Regions from separate parts of the Mus musculus genome. Here region 2 is linked to region 1. The links are chromatin contacts, called in public HiCAR-type maps. All regions are on one chromosome and are shown on one strand. Each heading gives the region's core, a stretch centred on a gene start, on an enhancer-like site or on the middle of the called end of the contact. The rest is flanking DNA. Distances are from core to core; before and after follow the strand shown. Region 1 holds the start of Reln (reelin). Region 2 holds the start of Pmpcb (peptidase (mitochondrial processing) beta).

Evidence for each region. HiCAR-type assays count read pairs that join an accessible place to other places.
Region 2: a HiCAR-type map of astrocytes shows a contact between it and region 1, with 2.4 times the contacts expected there. The contact joins the promoter of Pmpcb here to the promoter of Reln in region 1. A contact is called at or near these places in 1 of 484 Hi-C or Micro-C datasets (embryonic stem cells) and 2 of 115 datasets of contacts at active chromatin or transcription factors (astrocytes and embryonic forebrain).

What each region holds. Positions count from the first base shown.
Region 1 is chr5:22,343,164-22,346,731 of GRCm38.p6, reverse strand. Reln (reelin) reads left to right here and starts at 2,027. Exons shown (of 65, transcript NM_011261.2): 1 at 2,027-2,552. The coding sequence starts at 2,324.
Region 2 is chr5:21,735,536-21,739,103 of GRCm38.p6, reverse strand. It overlaps Pmpcb (peptidase (mitochondrial processing) beta), which reads right to left and starts at 1,944. Exons shown (of 13, transcript NM_028431.2): 1 at 1,828-1,944; 2 at 95-235. The coding sequence starts at 1,926.

The DNA.
Region 1 (3,568 bases), core at 778-3,277:
GGCCTTTGGACTCTGGTTTCCTGGCCGCAGTGTTCTTCCCACATGCCCACATGTTCACAGGGTCTTCTACACTGAAAAGTCCCAGCTCTCCCTGCACTCTGTCAGGGAAGCTTTTCCTGACGTCTCGGTGGAGGGCACGCTCTTTGCCCTGTAAATCATATATTTCTGTTTTGCTTTTGCCTAACATTTACCTCCATTGGAAGTAATTTTCTCCTACTGTTTGAATTTACCCTCTCCCAGCACTAGATTCTGAGTTCCATGTGGTCCAGCACATGTCGGCTACAGCTCAGAGCATGGCATCCAGCCATTTGGTGTATAGGAGGTAGTTGGCAAATGTAACTGAATGGCTAGACCTCACATTGGCCTTTTCTCTTCTGTATATGACAGTGCTGTAAGTCTGCATTGATTCAATACCTGCTAGCCATATGTAGCTGTGGGTTATTTTAAAATGTGGTTAATGTGACTGAAGAATTTGAATTTGAATGTAAACAGCTGCTCTGGCCAAGCTTTATCATAATGGCTGCTGCAGCTAAACCGAAGCTAATCTAGGCTGGAGGAGGAGGCAGGTGTCTCCTGGGCCTGCCCAAAGTAGGTGGTCCGGTCGTGCTGGTTTCCTCCCGAGCTCGAGCTCGGGCTGTAGACAGTGGCAGGCCAGGCATCTTTAGAGTCAGCCTTCGTCTTACTTGGGGCAAGCTATTCTGATTTCTCCCCTGTGAAATGGGGGAAGTTTTGCTTCTTCCGGTGGTGGTGTTAGGATTACATTAGGCTAATGATCTACAAGCCTGTGCAGCCTGCATGGCACTTTGCTCTAGTGTAATATTAGTCGCGTGTATGAATATGTGTGCTGTTGAACTTTGGGAGGATTGGAAGTAATGGAGACCAACAGGCAGTTAGGTCCTTCCTATCTGCTGAAACTGTGAATGTGGCAGAAAAAAAAAAATCTTTTGCAATGAAATTACCACAGAGGTCTCCCTTTGGATCTTGCCTTCTGACGCCCTTCTCCCAAACTCAGGCAAAGACTACCATTTCTGACATTACAGTTTCCTGGTTTCTTTACAAGCAAGGCTTATTTTGGCTTGGTGCTGAGCCTGGAGAAATGCATTAAAACCTGGCAGCTCTGTTCTCCCGTCTCTGGGTGCCTCGGGGCTCCTGCCAGCGGTGCTCGGTTAAAAAACGTGCTTCTGGATGGTTTCACTTGCCCGCAGTCCTGCGTGAGATAGCTCATTAACGCCGGTTTCATTGCTGCTGCCAGCCACTCCTCTGCATGCCTTCCCCTCCCCCACCCCAGTGACAGTGGTCATGCATGACATGTAGAAGTAATAAACTCGGACCTAAAATTTACTACCCCCATCTCCGTCCGAGGAATCCCCTAGCAACGCGTAAATACAGAGTCCGGCGAAGCTCGCCTGTCGGGTCCCCTCACCACAATCCCCACGGCCGAGAAGCCCGACGATCTGGCCCCGCACCACTCCAGGTGGCAATCGCACCGTCACCCAATCTCCCTTTCAGCCTGGCTGCCACTGAAGACCCGGGCCGGGGCAGCGACGGGGCCGCGAGGCCTGACTGGAAAGGGCTCGCGCGCGCGGGGCACCGTCGCGGTTGGGGCCACTGACGGGAGGGTCCCCAGGACAAGCGCTGGCCGTGGGGACTGGGGGGCGGCGGGCCCCGAGGGGCGAGGGTTGCAGCCGGCGTAGACAAAGAACAGCGCGGTCCCCGCCGCCCTCGGCTTCCCCGCGCGTCCTCGCAGAACGGGCAGCCGTGAGCCCGGGGCTCCGGTTCCCCGGGGCAGCCCGTCGGTCTCTGGCCGCTCTCGTTCGCGCAGCGGCCGAGCAGCCCTGCCCTTCCGGGCGGAGCGGGCCGTGGGCGGGAGGCGCGCGTGTGCTCCGGGCACAGCCCGAGGTGCGGGCAAGCCCGAGGGGGCGGGGACGGGCGCGGGGGCGGGGGCGCGGCTGGGACACGTGTGGCGGCGGCGGGGGAGGGGGCGGCGCCCGGGGCTTTAAGAAGGTGCGGAGGGGGCGGGCACTTTCCCAAGCCCGGCCGAGGGGCGTCGCGTGCACACCGGCGGCGGCGGCGCTCGGAGGCGGACGACGCGCTCTCGGCGCCCGCGGCCCCGGTTCCCCCCGCGCTCTCGCTCCGGCGGCCCAAAGTAACTTCGGGAGCCTCGGTCTCCCGCTAACTTCCCCCCGCGGGCTCGGTTGCCCGGACCCGCTCGGCTCGAGCCCGCCGCCGGCTCGCCTTCCCCGCACGCGGCTCCTCCGTGCCGGTGCCTCCGAAAGTGGATGAGAGAGCGCGCGGGGCGCGCGGCGGCACGGAGCGCGGCGGCATGGAGCGCGGCTGCTGGGCGCCGCGGGCTCTCGTCCTGGCCGTGCTGCTGCTGCTGGCGACGCTGAGGGCGCGCGCGGCCACCGGCTACTACCCGCGCTTCTCGCCTTTCTTTTTCCTGTGCACCCACCACGGGGAGCTGGAAGGGGATGGGGAGCAGGGCGAGGTGCTCATTTCCCTGCACATTGCGGGCAACCCCACCTACTACGTACCGGGACAGGAATACCATGGTAGGTACCACCACGGCATCCCTACGGCGCCACGGTGGCCCGCGAGCGCATCTTTCCATCCTTTTCCTTCTTCCCAGGGGCCAGCCGGCCGGAGACCGGGACAACCTCCTACCTCAGCGGGGTGCGCTGCCTGGGGAGAGAGAACAAAGTTAGTGGAGAATGGAGTCCTGAGTTGGGATTTCAACTGTCCCCTAACACATAAACTGGTGCTTATGTGACAGGCCACACAAGCTTTTGGTACTGCTGTCCCCCACCCCTTCACTCCCTGCAGCTGCCGAACCTGCGCATCGTGTTTTCCTAACCCCAGTACTTAGATACCAGACTTTTGTCCTGTTCTGGGTCCTCCTTGGTGGGTCCCCAGGTGGCGCTGGGGTTGTCACTGGGTTTTGCCGGCCAGCTGCCGACAGATTGGAGCACTTTGGTCGGTGGCTGCCCATGCCGGCGGCCAGTTAAAAGTTCCCGCTGCTCTGCAGCCAGGAGTCCCTAGTGATCTGTCCTCAAGAAACAGAGCGGCTGTTTCCAACCCTTTATTCTTTTAAAGAGTCGTTTAAAATATCAGTGATTGATGATTTCTGTCATCCCCTTCATACTTTTAGCTTGGTGCTTGCTGTTGTTAGCATTGTCTGGGCGATGCTTACTAATCACTTGTATCTGCACAGCTTTAAGTCCCTGGCAGGACCTACAAGCTTCTCCCCACAAAGGCGATCCCTCTCCTAAGGGATCAGTATGCAATCCTTCATCGAGGTGAAACATTACTGCAAAGTTGAATTTTAGCAACAAGAAGAGTAATTTAATGTAGTATGCAGTCCTTCATCGAGGTTAAAACATTACTCAAAAATAAAAATTAGCTACAAGAAGAGCAATTTAGTGTAGTCCATATACTTTTAATCAAGTGAAATATGTGGGAGATAAACCATGTGTACTTTCTGTCTTCATTCTGGGACTTCTTAATGATAGGAAATGTTAAATTGGAAAATTTCCATAAAATATTTATACCCAATGACATAAACTATCAT
Region 2 (3,568 bases), core at 695-3,194, 610 kb after region 1:
GTTCCAGGACAGCCAGGGCTACACAGAGAAACCCTGTCTTGAAAAAACAAAACAAACAAACAAACAAACAAAAAAGACTGTAGCAGTGACTTACTGTGCACGTTGAGAGCCCAGAGTTTTCAGAAGCTACTCTGAGTCCATTTTCCAAACATGTCACTTGTGTCTCGGGGACATTCAGCACAACCTGTGGGGCAGCCTGTGTGCTTCTTAGTCGGTCCCCTCCAAAGTACAACGGCTGACGGGAGGAGGAGGGAAAGAGAGAAAACATTACTGTCCTGGTGTTCAGTGTCAAACAAAACAACCTCAAACAGACTCATTCCAAAACCACTTTCCTAGCCCGGGGTGGATGTAATCTGCTATGTGTGTCTGTGTGTGTGTGTCATTGGCAGAAAGCGCGGAGAATGAGGTCCCAGTTCTGGTTCCACTGGGCTCTAGCAGTAGCCTAGGAAATGTTCCTTAACCAACCGCTCTGTCAAACAGGCAACACTTGAGAGAACATGCCTTTCTCTCCAAGAACGGGAGCAGTTAGCACATTACCCTTCAACAAGCACCCTGATTCAGCTACCTCTCCTACAGATGCTTCATATTCACTAAGGACAAAAAGTCAAGAAACTGAAATAACAATACAAAACTGACTGTGTAGAAGTGAGACAGACGGGATGCTCCTGTTCACAAAGGACAGACAGAAACAGGACAGATGCTTCAGAGGCTCTCGGGCCAACTGGTTTGACTACAGACGCTTCAGCAGCTTTTTCATGTTTTCATATTGAAATGAGAAAAACGTATTTCCTAAACCCTGACCCAAAAACCTGAGACTGACCTAACCGCCAGACACAGTGGTGGTTTGAATAGGAATGGACCACAGAGGCTCACAGATTTGAACACTTAGTCATCAGAGAGAGAGACTACTAGAAGGTTGGAGGAAGTGTGCCACTGGGGTGGGTTATAGGGTTTAAAATGCTCAAGCCAGGTCCATTATCTGTCTGTCTGTCTGTCTGTGTCTATCTCTTGCCAACCCAGATGTAGAACTCTTGGCTCCTTCTCCACCACGTCTGCCAGCACTCTGCCATGCTTCCTGCTCTGATGATGATGGACGAAACCTCTGAACTGTAAGCAGCCCCAGCTAATGTGTCTTCCTTTATAAGAGTTGCCATGGTCGTGGTTTCTTCACAGCCACAGCCACAGGTACTTAAGAAATGTGTACGAGCCCGCACTGTCCTGCTTCTGTGACCCAAAGGCTTTCTGCTCCCTGATCAAATAATACACCATGACCTGACTGTGCCCTACTGTGTAGGGGCAGGCGGATCTGAGGCCAGCCCGATCTACAGGGCAAGATCCAGGACAGCCAGAGATGTTACACAGAGAAACCCTGTGTAACAACGATGTCTCAAAATATCAAAACCAAAAGCAAACCCAACTTCAAATTCATAAAGCGCTTGTCCTAGTTTCCTTTTCTCGAGAGAGAACAGCCCGACATACAATAACATTGGTAATAGCAAACTAACAGACAGACAGACAGACACACACACACACAGAGAGAGAGAGAGATCCCTTTGGAGCAAGACAACTCTCAAATAAGGAAAACGCTGGGATAAAACTCGGATGAACTGAGGTTGACGCTGTCTGGTTTGGGTGTCCATGGGCTGAGGATGGCGCTGTCTGGTTTGGGGGTCCACGGCTCCTTTTCTTACCTCCCGCGGGTGGCGTGGAGGGGGAGCAGCCGCCCCGCCCCCTCTGCGCCCGGCCGCAGCGCCCCGGGATAGCGGATCCGGAGGCCCGGCCCAAAGCACACCGGGAGCCGCCGGGGCACGGCGGAGCGAGACTCACCTGAGCAGCGGCGCGGCGAAGCGGAAGCCTTCGTGTAAATCCCCACAGGCGCCGCCGGGCCTCTGGCAACAGCGTCCGGGATAGAGCGGCCGCCGCCATCTCTGCGGTGGAGAAAGTGGAGATGTACTTCCGGGTCATGACTCCAGGCCCCAGAACTAGAGGCTGGCTCCACCCTGTGGCGGCAGCAGGAATTGCAGTCTCTGAAATTCCTTTGATTCTGTGTCTGGGCTTAGAACCCTCAATCCCTTCACCCTTTGACTCCCTCCCCAGTTCGCTCCAAATAATCAGGTCTGTAGAAATGATGTGCAAGACACACAAGGGACAAAGTGAACGGAACATGTATCCCCAGGCGGTTGGAGTTAATCAGAGAGATCCAGTGCGGGAGGGACAGACACATTGAAGGATCTATCATGTTGGTCTTCGTTGTTCTAATGTTTATAGCGTTGCTTATTCTATTCCATAGGAATACCTTTGCCGAGATTGCTACTAAAAGACAGACGCTTTACAAACATAATCTTACATTCTGTTACCATGATTTAATGTTATTTACTTCCACGTCTTAGGGCTCTGCCAAAACAAACTGCTCTTACCCGTTCCTGGGTGCCTCTTTATCCACATACACTCTAATGAAACTAAAATTTGTCAAATAGCCACTTTAGCCAATTGTCCCAGGGTTTGAGGCTTAACGAAAATAGCAAGCACTTTTTAAAATTAAAGCTTTTTATTTAACTTATTATGGGGAGGGGGTGGGTGCATGCCACTCCAAGCTTGTGGAGGTCAGAAGACAACTTTATGCAATCAGTTGCCCCTTCTACCTTTGCATGAATTCTGGGGGTGGAACTCAGGTGGACAGGCTTGCACTGCAAGTGACTTTACCCGCTGAGCTGCCTGCAAGCCCCTAGCAAGCTCTTTTCTGTGAGGAAGCGACTATTACTTTGCTAATTTTACAGTGGGAACTGAGGTATTGGCTGCCTAACAGGCTGTTTAACACTAAAGAGTGTGCGCTGTAACTTTAGAAGTTGGAGTTCTGTCTAACTTGACCCCTTGTTGCCTAATACCTAATTTACATTATCGTTCAGGTATCCTTTTCCCACCCAGCCTCCTCTTTTAACTATTCACCATTTAACAACAAGACAGGAAAATCCGGGCCGGGCGTGGTGGCGCACGCCTTTAATCCCAGCACTCGGGAGGCAGAGGCAGGCGGATTTCAGAGTTCAAGGCCAGCCTGGTCTACAAAGTGAGTTCCAGGACAGCCAGGGCTACACAGAGAAACCCTGTCTCGAAAAGCCAAAAAGACAGGAAAATCCCTTGGGCGCCTCATTGTCAGTTTGTAGCTGTAATGGTGACAACCAGTCAAACGTCCAAACCAGGAACTCCATGTCACCTTTGGTTCCTGCCTCTGACTTTCCACTCTGACTTCTTGCTATTTTATCGATAGCCATTCTAAGTGTAGAAGTTTAGACAACTGCCCTCCAGCTGGCGGCGCTGTTTGCGAAGGTTGTGGAACCTTTAGGCAGTAGAGCCTTACAGTAGAAGGCATTGGGCACAGACTCTGGAGGTTTCATAGCCTGGTCCCACTTCCCGATCTCCCTGTTTCTGAGCTGTGATGCAGCTTGATAGCGCCTGTTCCTGTCGCCCTGCCTTCCCCATCACGGATGGATGGAAGCCCTCTGGAACTGCAGGTTATTTTATCACAGTGACAGTAAAAACAAAACAAAACAAAAACTAGAAAAAATGGAAT